Regions from separate parts of the Mus musculus genome. Here regions 1, 2 and 3 are each linked to region 4. Evidence: chromatin contacts called from public HiChIP or PLAC-seq and promoter capture Hi-C data. All regions are on one chromosome and are shown on one strand. Each heading gives the region's core, a stretch centred on a gene start, on an enhancer-like site or on the middle of the called end of the contact. The rest is flanking DNA. Distances are from core to core; before and after follow the strand shown.

Region 1 (3,069 bases), core at 61-2,560, 400 kb before region 4:
CACTCTTCCTCTGCTTTGGGTTTGAGATGTGATCTCTCCACTGTTCCTGCTGCTGCATCTGCCATGATGCCCTGCCATGATGGACTCTGATTTCTTTGGTACTATAAACCCAGATAAACTCTTTCTTTTACAAGTTTCCTTGGGTCATGGTGTTTCATCGCAGCAACAGAGAAGTGAACAAGCCAGCTCATTCTAGCTGGGATGTCAACTCCCTCTCCAGGGAAGTGTATCATTGCAATACAGCAACAAAGGTCAGTACAGTACAACACTGAGAAATATCTTCTGAAAGGACACAACAGGAGTCCTTTTCTGCTTCGTCTTACACAGGTGGTTATCTGACCATAAAAGCACCATCCACATTCTCTTCAAAATGCCACACCCAAAGCTGTTAATTAAATATCTATACTTATTTACACAATGGAACTCAGCAAAGTGACTCGTTTTTTGTTTGTTTGTTTGTTTCGAAACAGGGTTTCTCTGTCTAGCCCTGGCTGTCCTGGAACTCACTCTGTAGACCAGGCTGGCCTCAAACTCAGAAATCCTCCTGCCTCTGCCTCTGCCTCTGCCTCTGCGCCTCTGCCTCTGCCTCTCTGCCTCTGCCTCTCTGCCTCTGCCTCTGCCCCTCTGCCCCTCTGCCCCTCTGCCCCTCTGCCCCTCTGCCTCTGCCTCTGCCTCCCAAGTGCTGGGATTAAAGTCATGTGCCACCACTGCCAGGCAGCAAAGTGACTCAAGATTTTCCAGGCTATGCAACTTGGCTGGTGCAGAAGTTTGGGCTGAGCATATAAGTGAAGTTGAGTCATATCAAAATGACCTGTGAGCAAAAACTCTAACTGAAATAAATAAATAAATAAATAAATAAATAAATAAATAAATAAATAATAAAGCCCTGCGATTTGCCAAAAGCCCCAGGATGCGCACAGTCAAAGGATCCTGTACATAGATGGAGTGCACACCACTTACTGCCCAACCTAAATAAACAGTGCTGAGGTTTTCAGAGACTTTTAAAATCAACCCAGCCTGTGATCTTAGAGCATCTATAGTTATCAATGTCCTCGAGAGTGAAGTGACATCATTGGACGGAGACTGAGCAGCGGACATTTCATTCATCCAGAAACTGTTGGTTCTGTTTGTGGCTGGCAGGGATGCAGAACAGGCAGTTTTTGTCTATTCTTTTGCAGTCGTTACCAACATACTACAGGCTCAGGTGGGTCCCAAGAGCATTTTAAATGTGTTTGCTTCTGGCTTGCCCTCTGCCTTGGCAGTCTGTTGCTTCATATCATCTCCTGCTCCAAACCTCACAGCCCTTTCCCTCTCTAAAGTGCGGAAGGCAAGGGTCAACTCAAGTGTTTGCAGAGGGCTGGGCTCCTCTTGTGGACTCCTGTTGTGTCCATCTGAAGAGGGAGGGACCTAGGTATTCTTCCCAGCTTGGAGAAGAGAGAGAAAAGGGAAGGTGTGAAATCCTGGCCTTGGTAAGTGGAGAAGTGGTGTCATGTGGTGTCAGCATAGATCCCAGCCACACAGAGAATGTCCCAGTCTACCTGGAAGTGGAGGCCACAAAGGCAGAAGCACATCCATTAAAATGATGGCAGCTGCCTAGAGTGACTGTGTGACAAGAGCACTGTGCTGGGAATGTACTGACCACAGGAGGCCAGCAGGTCTCAGCTCCTCTGGCCTTTTGCCAGTCACCTCTGGGCAGTGCACATACACCAGAGTCTTGCCTGGCACACACAGTCATGGACCCTTGGTCCCACCTGGCACTACCAAGGCCAAAACTTCTTTAGGACATTAAACTACAGGGTCAATCTCTGACCTTAGCCAAATAAGACCTTTCCCAACTTGCCAGCCAATAAGAAAAAGGACCTGACAAGGTGAGAGTGAGATGGCAAAGGGATAGATGGACACTCAGGCTTCTTTATGGGGACAGAGGAGAGCAGAACTCGCTGTCACCATGTCCCTCCACCTATGCAAACTTCCCAGCTCTGTTCTGTGAGAAGCAATCTGTGGTCCTCTCCTTTTGGACAAAATAGCTGGTTCTCAAAGGGATCTTCCTTGGCCCATGGTCTTTATCTCTCTTTTAAGAGCTTTAAAGCCTTTTACAGAAGAAGCCAGGACAGGAACACGGAGATGGACAAAGGAGGGACAGAGGAAGGAAGGTAAGGAGGGAGGGAGGGAGGGAGGGAGGGAGGGAGGGACGGACGGACGGACGGACGAGGGGAGAAGGCAGCACAGGAAGAGATGAGTTCTTTTACAGTGGAACAGCTTCCTTTGTCAGAGTGGAAGAAACATCTTGCTTTATACTCAGCAAAATGTAAATGCATACAAAATGTTCCCAAGTGATTATTTTTACATATAAATTATGATCAATTTCCATAAATTCTAATTTTAAAGTTATATATATATATATATATATATATATATATATATATATATATAAAATCTATGAGGGATGATAATTTGACCAGGAGCTGGAGAAGTGTATGAGCTAATGGGCAAGGGAAGCCTGCAGTCAATAAACAGAATGAAGTGAAGAAGCCCCACCCCCACCTTTTCCCACAAGGAGAAAACACTTATGTCTGAGTACCATCTGTGCTGCCAACCCTGTGGTCTTCAGTATTCACTTCACATTAACCCTAAGTTACCCACACCAAGACCTATTTAAACTCCAAGCAAAATACCTCGAGTGGGAAATGTTTAGCAACAGACATCACTACTCAGCTGAGAGTATCACAATTATATTCCTACACACTGGGCTCATCGACTCCTGTCCCCAAGCTACCTGAGTGTTTAGCATCATTTTACGGATGTAAAGAAGTCATTACTGAGTTCTGAATTACACTCTTGGTTAAAGAAAATACAGAAAGAAAAGAGAAAAAAAAGCATCCATGTCTTCAACTTTGGCTTTTAAATGAAGAGCTTAACCCCTCACACAACACAACAAAGCCTGCTACCCCATGGCAGTACTAACCCTCGATTTCAGGACTAGTTACAAGAAATTAAAGTGAAGAAGACATTTGGAATTTAGTGTGTAAGAATGTGCGCCAAAACATAATTAGTGCCTCCGAATGCGAG
Region 2 (3,058 bases), core at 93-2,592, 330 kb after region 4:
TGTCACTTTACAGACAAATGGAGCAGGCAATCCCACCACCAGAAATCTATACACTGCCTAGAAAGGGACAGCAGTGTAGTGAAGGGTCAGAAGTGGCCTGAGATGCACCCAGCATCCAACTTTAAAGCCACTGAACCTCCCAGTTCAGACATTTACCCCATGTTTTCTGTGTGGCTCTCTGAACAACAACAACACACACACACACACACACACACACACACACGTCACTTTATCCCTCAGACCCCCTCATCTGCCTAATCAGCTTCATAGTCTCACCATTCCCACCCAGTCCTTTCATCATCCTCTGGGCATAACCTGTACCAAAGTCAATTCTTCGTCCTCCCATCTAATGTGCTGTCATGACTAGGAATTGGGTCTGAAAGTCAGCCTTGGCTAGCCAGTGAAACCCATACCTAAACAACAACAACAACAAAACCTTCAGTCACAGCTACCCCAGAGTCCATACAATGTGAACAGCCACAGAATCTACTGTCAAGTGGCTGATGACTATAGGAAATAGTTAAAAACAAACAACAACAACAACAACAAAAAAACGTGATTTGTTCCCCAGTTCTGTTGTCTTAAGCCTTGTTGGGGCCCCACACGAAGTCAAGCTGTAGTGCTTAGGGACTAGTTGTATGCTGCTGTTCAAAGTACTCTGACCAATCTGTTGCCACTGGGTACATCTTGGCTCCAAGCAAAGAGGCCTTTCTGTGGTTGCTGCGTTGTACTTGTAGGTTGTCCTGAAGTATATATTGGCCATACGTGGTCCCGAGGTACTTGTCCATAGCCTCCGACCAGAGTGTCCCAGTTAGCCTACTGCTTCAGACTTGGCAGGGGAGATTCCTTTTACAGACAGATCAGCATTGCTCAGTAGATAAGCACTAGTCCCTAGGAATTACTAAAGCAAAATGTCACCATGGAGACATTAGCCAGAGCTTGACAGAGTGGCCCTGCCCTGGGCTGGGACTGGTACAAGCGGCTAAGGACCATGCTTCCGGTCAGGACAGATCTCCTTTATGTCTAGACCGACTGAGTGGTGGGTTGTCCTGCATTCAGGTCACAGCTGGAGGGACAGCGGTTCCAGAGCAGTTTAAAGCAGGATGGAGGGTGCAAATCTTAAATGGAGCACCAAGAGGACACGTGTTAAAGAGACACGGGATCTCAGTAGCTCCTGCTTTCCAGGTCTCATTTTGTCTGGAGTGGCCCAGGCTCATGAGTTCTCTCCCGGGCTAGGGTCCGCCTGCGGCCTCCCGCAACTAGCTCCTAGGACTCGGGCACCCGCCCCTCTCCCCGCCCCACAACGTGGGCCCGCCCTCGCGCCTGTATCAGGGAGGGGCGGGGAGAGAAGAGCGGCCGGGCGGGACATCCGGCCCTGGTCCCTGCCTGCACCCCGGGAGCTGGCCACCCACTATCCCTCCCCTCCCGAGACCTCCAGCCCCTGCTGCAGTCACCTCCCCTGCAGCCTCGAGGTCGGCGAGGTCTGGCCGCAGCACCATGTTTCCCCGCCCTCTGACCCCACTGGCTGCCCCGAAAAGCGCGGAGACCCTGGGCCGCACGCCAAGGCGGGCCCCATTGGGCCGGGCCCGGGCTGGGCTCGGGGGGCCGCCCCTGCTGCTGCCGTCCATGCTGATGTTCGCTGTAATCGTGGCCTCCAGCGGACTGCTGCTCATGATCGAGCGAGGCATCCTATCGGAGATGAAACCCCTTCCCCTGCACCCTCCCAGCCACAAAGGCGCGGCCTGGAGCGGGACAGATCCTAAGCCTAGAGGCCTATCCTTGGATGCTGGGGACTCGGACTTGCAAGTGAGGGAGGACATCCGAAACCGGACCTTGAGGGCCGTGTGCGGACAACCAGGCATGCCCCGGGACCCCTGGGACTTGCCGGTGGGACAGCGGCGCACCCTGCTGCGCCACATTCTCGTAAGTGACCGCTACCGCTTCCTCTACTGCTATGTCCCCAAAGTGGCCTGCTCTAACTGGAAACGTGTGCTGAAGGTGCTGGCTGGCATCCTGAACAACGTGGATGTCCGCCTCAAGATGGACCACCGCAGTGACTTGGTGTTTCTGGCAGACCTGCGGCCTGAGGAGATTCGCTACCGTCTGCAGCACTACTTCAAGTTCCTGTTTGTGCGAGACCCCTTGGAACGCCTCCTGTCTGCTTACCGTAACAAGTTTGGAGAGATCCGAGAGTACCAGCAGCGATATGGGGCCGAAATTGTCAGGCGCTACAGGGCTGGAGCTGGCCCCAGCCCTGCAGGGGACGATGTCACCTTCCCAGAGTTCCTGAGATACCTGGTGGATGAGGATCCTGAACATATGAATGAGCATTGGATGCCTGTGTACCACCTGTGCCAACCATGTGCTGTGCACTACGACTTCGTGGGTTCCTATGAGAGGCTGGAGGCTGATGCCAACCAGGTGCTGGAGTGGGTGCGGGCCCCACCCCATGTCCGGTTCCCAGCTCGCCAGGCCTGGTACCGGCCAGCCAGCCCAGAAAGTCTGCATTACCACTTGTGCAATGTTCCACGGGCCCTGCTTCAAGATGTGCTACCTAAGTATATCCTGGACTTCTCCCTCTTTGCTTACCCACTGCCCAATGTCACCAAGGAAGCCTGTCACCAATGACAGTAGGCCAGCACCTTTTGGAGTTTGGGTTTAATGATATCAGCTTTGGGATGTCTTTCAGAGAAACTCCTGGCTCTGGGTGGCTTCCTGGTTTCTCTAGGTGTCTCCATATCTCAGTGGTAAGGACTGTCCTTGGAGGTCCTTGTCCACAGTGGCTCAGAGGACAGAGCTAGAAAGGAGGCCTGCTGCTTTCACTGGTGAACTGCCTCTCTTAGGGGCCTGTGGTATCCGTGTCTGCAGGGCACCAGTGGTTATTAAAGCCATATGTTTGATCGAAAGACTGACTTCAGCCCCCTGGCTGCTGGGTCTATGCAGTCCACCTGGTCTGTTGTAATTTAACCTGTGGCCAAATCCCAAATATGACACTAGCCAAGCACATGATCATGCCTAGGACCAATGGCTGTGACCCCCTATTCACCCATCCCATGGA
Region 3 (3,035 bases), core at 218-2,717, 260 kb before region 4:
TTATCACCAAGAAGGAAAATACAATGCTGGATGATTTTGATTAAAGTTTTCCCAGGGCAGATGGTCAAATTACTGAGTAACATAAAATCTGTGAAATCAACAAGCATTTCCTAAAATCCAACAGCACGAGGACCCCAAACTTTACTATTTAAAGATATGGCCTCAGAGGACTGCTTCTAAGTCCCAAGTGCCAACACCATGTGCATCTGGGCTTCCAACACACAGGTGACACTTGAAATCATCATCTTCTTTCCACTGCTCTCACTTTAAAACTGTGCATCCTTTTCTAGAACTTGTGTTAGGAAGTAACCACATCATCCTTAATGAAGCCCCCAAAGATACCCAGCCCATGGAATTCAGGTGAGGCCTTGACTGGGATTCCTCATGTGAAAGATCTGCTGATGAGAATAATCTCAAAGCCTGTGTCATTCATAGCCACCAGGCCAGGCTTCCCTGTCTCATTTAAGTTGCCATGAAATGCTCAGAAGGTAAAAGCGCTTGCGATACAGACACGATCACCTGAGCTTGATCCCAGGATACCCTATGGTGGAAGGAGAGAACCAGCTCCCGAAAGTTGTCCTTTCACCTCCACATACATGCGTGTACATACTCACACCAACAACCACACAGGGCATTACATATGCATGCATTCATGCACTGGTCACACACACATACAATAATGAATGTTTAAATTTTTAGATTCATACTGGGTGACTTGGCATCCATTATTTTTTATATTGGTTGGCTTTTCTAGAGTAACAAAGCCTAAGGTTTTTCCATTTTTTTCAATAGTTTCTCTCTTCTCTTTCTTGTCTGTATGTTTGAAACTGTGCTTTCCCATATGCTGAGCTGCCCTCAAGCTTACTACATAGCTGAAGATGACCCTGAACTCCTGAAGCTCCCCCTCCAAGTGCAGGGATACAGGCATGCATCAGATTTCCTTCCATTCTCAATGTGTTATTCACTTTAGGATAGCAAGTTATATGCATCACATGACTTACAGTTCTTCAAGAAAATTCTGGGGTCAAATCGACTCATTTTTTACATGCATATAGAATTTATTGTTTCCCCTCTTTGTCACATTTATATTCTTAAAAGCCAATAAAAAATGACTAAGTGTTTCTTCTTATCATTCCTTTCATAGATAGCAGCTGATGTTAATAATTTTATAATACTCTTCAAAGCCAGGGGCACTGTAGCACACAGCTATATTCTAAGATCTCCAGCAATGGAGGTAGGAGAATCAAGGGTTCAAGGCCAGCCTTGGCTACCTACACAGCCTCAGCTTAGTGAGATCTTGTCTCAAAAAGATTTAAATAAGATTAACAGAGGGAGAGAGAGAAAGAGAGAGAGAGAGAGAGAGAGAGAGAGAGAGAGAGAGAGAGAGAGAGAGAGACTAAGGCCAAGGCCAACAAAGGAGCCGGCCATAGAGTAACAGAAAATATGTTCTAGTATATAACCAATACTGCCATCTTTTGGCAGCAAACAGAATTGTCTCTTTTGCTTGGTAGTGTGGCTTCACCCCACACTCAGCCCCCTTAAGCCTACATTTGAGCCTGATTAATGTAAAAGCAATCACTCCTAAAGACATTCAAGACTGTCAAAATATTACAACAAACATCAATGCCCGTGGTGTAATTAATTACAAAAGTAGTTAACATCCCTTTGCAAGATTTGTTCTAGAAGAAATATTTATCTTTGCAGGATCTATGCTATGGTTCTTAGAAGTGACATACACACTGGGAAATATGCAGGTCTTTACATACAAGTGAAGTTGTCTCATTCACAAACACAGCATCTTTAAGCTGTACGTATATAGGTAGGGAAGAATATTGAAAAGATCACTAGCTAAAGAATCGGCAAGATTCTCATCTGGTCGGCTACTCATTAAGCTTGGTCAAAACCTGGCTCATGTTATGCATAGATTAACATTCTGCATCTTATGGTTCTGTTGAAAAATACCAAGATACTGTGAAATTATGATGTATGACATAATATTCTGGGTCCTAATATTCTGCTTAACTCAAAGAAGTTTCTTATATACAGTTACTGTCAACCACCATCAACTATCTTATTTGGTGTGTATTTTTTTCAGACATTTGAATCTCTTCTAAACTCTTCCAGTTTGATACCTTTTCCTCTCTTCCTTTTCTTGAAACAGGGGAGAAGGGTTGTGATGTTACACAAGCTGGGTTTAGCTCATGGGTCCTCCTGCCTCTGCCTTTTGAGTAGCAGGGGCTACAGATGTAAAGCAGCATGCCCGGCTTGACATCTTAAAAAGAGAGGAGTTTTGTTTGTTTAGTTTAAATACAGAAGACAATTAGTGGAATAAAAATAACTTCCTTCACCCTCATACCAATGACCCTCTTCAAGATTTTACTGGGACTCATTTAAAATTAACACCAGGTTTTTAAAATGAATGGCAGATGCCAAACCCCATTAAATGGGAATTTCATAAACTCCTTTCTCTGAAATTGAGATTTTACTCCTCCCGGAGGGTAACTCAGTGGTGGAGCATTTGCCTAGCAACTGGGGACCCTAGCTGGATCCCAGGTCCAAAAGAAGAGAGGAAGGGCCGGGCATGGTGGCGCACGCCTTTAATCCCGGCACTCGGGAGGCAGAGGCAGGCGGCTTTCTGAGTTTGAGGCCAGCCTGGTCTACAAAGTGAGTTCCAGGACAGCCAGGGCTATACAGAGAAACCCTGTCTTGAAAAACCAAAACCAAAAAGAAGAGAAGAAGAAGAAGAAGAAGAAGAAGAAGAAGAAGAAGAAGAAAGAGAGTAAGGAAAGAGGGAGGGACAGCCAGAGGCAGAACAATCAGGAGAGGGAAGTAGAAACGGACAAATCACACCTGTGTGCCTTCTTGTGCACAAGGAATTCAAGCCCAATAAAACTGTATTTGCACACACGTTTTCCTTTTGAACAGTAGGTTGGTTATCACGCTTGCTAAGTGAAATAGGCAAAATGCATGGTTATTCATTGTCAACTTGATGAGATTTAGAATCACTACAAGGACACACCTTTCTATGGGAGATG
Region 4 (2,994 bases), core at 281-2,780:
TCCCTCAGGTTCACTGTCTTCTGTAGAGAAATTCCCATGGCTCCCCTCTCTACTCCAGAGCCTAGTTGGAAGTTATATGCTCAAATGACTAATTTATCTGTTTCTGGTCTGGGTATCGACGCCCTGACATTCCTTGTTTGTTTGTATACCCCCGCCCCAACAAACGGAGAAAAATTTGACAGAATGGGCTATGTACACCTCTAAGGAGACGAGAGAGGGAGGGAAGATTGAGTCTTAAGGGAGAGGCAGTGCAGTAAGGAAGAGAGTGTAGTACAGGATACAGCAGTCCTGGAGAGCAGTGCAGTATTGTTGCGAGGGAGAGTAGAGCAGCACGGGAGGGAGAGGGAGGCAGGTTGAAAAGAGAACAAGCTGGACACAGGTAAAGACAGAATGAGCAAGAGATTGAGAAAGAGCCAGAAGATTAGGAAATAGAAAAGACTGCTAGAGTGAGTTTGAGGCCAAGCAGAGCAATTCAGGGGCTGGGAGAGAAGCCAGATTGAGTCAGTCAGCTGGGAGAGGAGTTTGAGCCAGAACAGCTGAGTTGAACCAGCCAGGTAGACTTCAGAAAGAACAAGAAAGGGTGAGCTTATTCAACAAAATTGAGAGGCTGACCTAGATTAGATCTTATGGAGGCTAGAATTTTCTAGGAGTGGATCTAGGTCAGCAGATGGAGGCAGTAAGCCCCTCAGACAACAATCACAACAGGAGAATAAAAGTTATTTTTATAGCCTGATCTACAGAGCGAGTTCCAGGATAGCCAAGGCTACACAGAGAACCCTTGTTTTGAAAAACAAAAACAAACAAAAAACAAAAGCAAACTTTTTATTGTGAAGTAAAGTTGCCCTGGATGGTCTTGAAGTCTTGGTCCTCACATCTCAGTCTCCAGAGTAGCTGAACTATAGGCCTGCATTACCAAGCCTTTAGCTCCAGTGAGACAGGCAAAGCGCTTACCCTGTTTGTATTCTGTGTTAGATCGTAGTTTACAGGACATCTGGTAGGCTGCATGAGAGAACAAATGGTACACTTCCAAGAGAATTTAAAGGAAGTTGGTCAAAGTTGAGAAGTTGTAGAGGTCAAAGGGCTTGCTGGGGAAAGGAAGTGCAGTGCTAAACCAGGTCTTGTGTAAAAGAGAAAAACGAGAACACAGTCTTTCCACAGGAAACAGCTGGGTGAGAGTGGCCTAAGGATCCCTGGACAGGTGTTAAGACCTGGGGCTCAGACAAGACCTAGGCGTAGCACAGTTAATTGTTCGGAGCAACCCAGAAGAGTAATGTACTCAAAGACACGTTATGAAACTGAAACCATCAAAGAACCTCTTGTTAATAAAGTGTCTCTCCCTGGGTTCGAAGGCTTGTCTTAGAAAGGAAACACAGAGCAAACTCGAAGTGCCTGAGCACGCTGCAGTGCTAGGACAACCATTGGTCCTTGCACCTCAAACCTGAAACTACAACTCCCATTGTGCATTGCGCAGCGCGTGCTTAAACCCGGGATACACTACAATCCCCAGAATGCTTTGGGAGGAGCGGGAGCGGGGAGCGGCGAGGCTACGTCTGCGTCAAGAGACGTTAAATTTGAAACTTGGCGGCCCGTGCGTGATGGGGGCGTGAGGAGGCTATTCTGAGAAGGAATCGGGTGCGTGGTTTTGTTTAGGAGCACGGGGTGACGATCTTCGCAGCTCCAGAGCCAGCTGAAGGTTGAGGGAGACTCAGTTAGCACTCGGAGGATAAAGGTCTGCGGAAGGGCGAGAGCAAGTATTGGGAATGCAGGATGGCGGAGGCGAGGTAAGGACCGGACGCAAATTGCTGCCGCTGGGTGCTCGGCTGGCGAGGGGAGGATCGAGGAGGTCGGCCAAGAGCAGGTCTCCCCAAACCCCCTTCCCAACGGCGTGGAGCCCTGCATCCAGCCAGGGGGCAAGACTGGGAGAGTTTGGAATTTGCCATATGATCTGGTTCTGAAACTCACCTCAGCCGTTTTTATTTGACCTTGAACATGTTTACGGAGGGGTGGGGGCACGCAGATATTAATGCTGCTTTATGGAGTTCTGGGAGGATTCAAGATGTTTGTAAAGTACCTGCTTTCAACTAATAAGTGTTCTCACTTTGCTAGCAGCTTAGGGATCTGAAGAGCAGAGCACTTGCAGCTTTTCCTCATCATAAAATATAGAGGGTTTTTCTAGGTTAGAATTTAAGATGCATTTCAATTATGGAACTTATAATAACTGGGTAATTGCTGTCATAAGCTGTCATTCATGGAAGAGAATTTATCGACTACCATTTTGAGCACTGAAGGCGAACAGTAAAAGACACAAAATCCCAACCTTTGTGAAGCTTAAGTTCTGGGGAGGAATGAATCGGGGTGTGTGTCGCGGATGGGCAATAAGACATGTTTAACATCAGATAGAATCAGTATTAACAAGTGTAAAGCAAGAGAAGACGGCATTGGAGGTAGAACTAGTGTGGTTTCAGAAGGGTTTGGACATGTAACTCAGGAAGGGCACTTGTTCAAGGTACATAAGGCCTTAGTTCATTACCCAGCAATGAGGCTTGGGGGTGGGGGAGTCGGGGCAGAGGGAGATTTGAACAGAGGCCTCCCTGATGAGATGGCACTTGGGTCTGAACTAGAAGGAACTAGTCACGGACAGGTGAGATGGCTCTGTGGATAGAGATAATTGCTAACCAAGACTGAGGACCTGTTTGGTCACCCCTCCCCCACCCCCGAAACCCCATGGTGGAAGGAGAGAAACAACTCTAAGGTTGTGGCCTGACTTACACACACACACACACACACACACACACACACACACGGCGGGGGGGGGGGGTGAGAATAAATACATTTTTGTTTTGTTTTGTTTTTTGTTTTTTTCGAGACAGGGTTTCCCCTTATAGCCCCGGCTGTCCTGGAACTCACTATGTAGACCAGGCTAACCTCGAACTCAGAAATCCGCCTGCCTCTGCCTCCTGAGTGCTGGGATTAAAGGCGTGTGCTACCATCACC

What was found. Promoter capture Hi-C pulls out the DNA fragments that hold promoters and counts their contacts. HiChIP or PLAC-seq counts read pairs in DNA pulled down with a chosen protein or histone mark. Capture Hi-C pulls out chosen DNA fragments and counts their contacts.
Region 1: a contact with region 4 is called in a promoter capture Hi-C map of pre-B cells, with 2.3 times the contacts expected there. The contact joins the enhancer-like site here to the promoter of Bub1b in region 4. A contact is called at or near these places in 5 of 39 promoter capture datasets (the C10 cell line, hippocampal neurons, pre-B cells and 1 more), 5 of 484 Hi-C or Micro-C datasets (bone marrow-derived macrophages, embryonic fibroblasts, embryonic limb bud and 2 more) and 2 of 115 datasets of contacts at active chromatin or transcription factors (astrocytes and bone marrow-derived macrophages).
Region 2: a contact with region 4 is called in a promoter capture Hi-C map of adipose tissue. The contact joins the promoter of Chst14 here to the promoter of Bub1b in region 4. A contact is called at or near these places in 6 of 39 promoter capture datasets (the 3T3-L1 cell line, 3T3-L1-derived adipocytes, the C10 cell line and 3 more) and 2 of 9 other capture datasets (adipose tissue and liver).
Region 3: a contact with region 4 is called in an H3K4me3 HiChIP or PLAC-seq map of bone marrow-derived macrophages, with 4 times the contacts expected there. The contact joins the enhancer-like site here to the promoter of Bub1b in region 4. A contact is called at or near these places in 5 of 39 promoter capture datasets (the 3T3-L1 cell line, the C10 cell line, hippocampal neurons and 1 more), 2 of 484 Hi-C or Micro-C datasets (both in embryonic fibroblasts) and 1 of 115 datasets of contacts at active chromatin or transcription factors (bone marrow-derived macrophages).

What each region holds. Positions count from the first base shown.
Region 1 is chr2:118,200,566-118,203,634 of GRCm38.p6, forward strand. The region is part of intron 10 of Fsip1 (fibrous sheath-interacting protein 1); the gene reads right to left. Among named protein-coding and RNA genes, the nearest start is that of Fsip1, 55 kb to the right of the region's middle. Within about 2 kb of position 1,311, at least 8 of the 459 cell types and tissues checked have an H3K27ac peak or open chromatin away from gene starts, as enhancers often do.
Region 2 is chr2:118,925,155-118,928,212 of GRCm38.p6, forward strand. Chst14 (carbohydrate sulfotransferase 14) reads left to right here and starts at 1,343. Exons shown (of 1, transcript NM_028117.3): 1 at 1,343-3,058. The coding sequence starts at 1,498. The coding sequence ends at 2,628.
Region 3 is chr2:118,334,809-118,337,843 of GRCm38.p6, forward strand. The region is part of intron 1 of Gpr176 (G protein-coupled receptor 176); the gene reads right to left. Among named protein-coding and RNA genes, the nearest start is that of 1700054M17Rik, 31 kb to the left of the region's middle. Within about 2 kb of position 1,468, at least 2 of the 459 cell types and tissues checked have an H3K27ac peak or open chromatin away from gene starts, as enhancers often do. A contact at or near this core is called in bone marrow-derived macrophages, where this site is marked.
Region 4 is chr2:118,596,681-118,599,674 of GRCm38.p6, forward strand. Bub1b (BUB1B, mitotic checkpoint serine/threonine kinase) reads left to right here and starts at 1,531. Exons shown (of 23, transcript NM_009773.3): 1 at 1,531-1,781. The coding sequence starts at 1,768.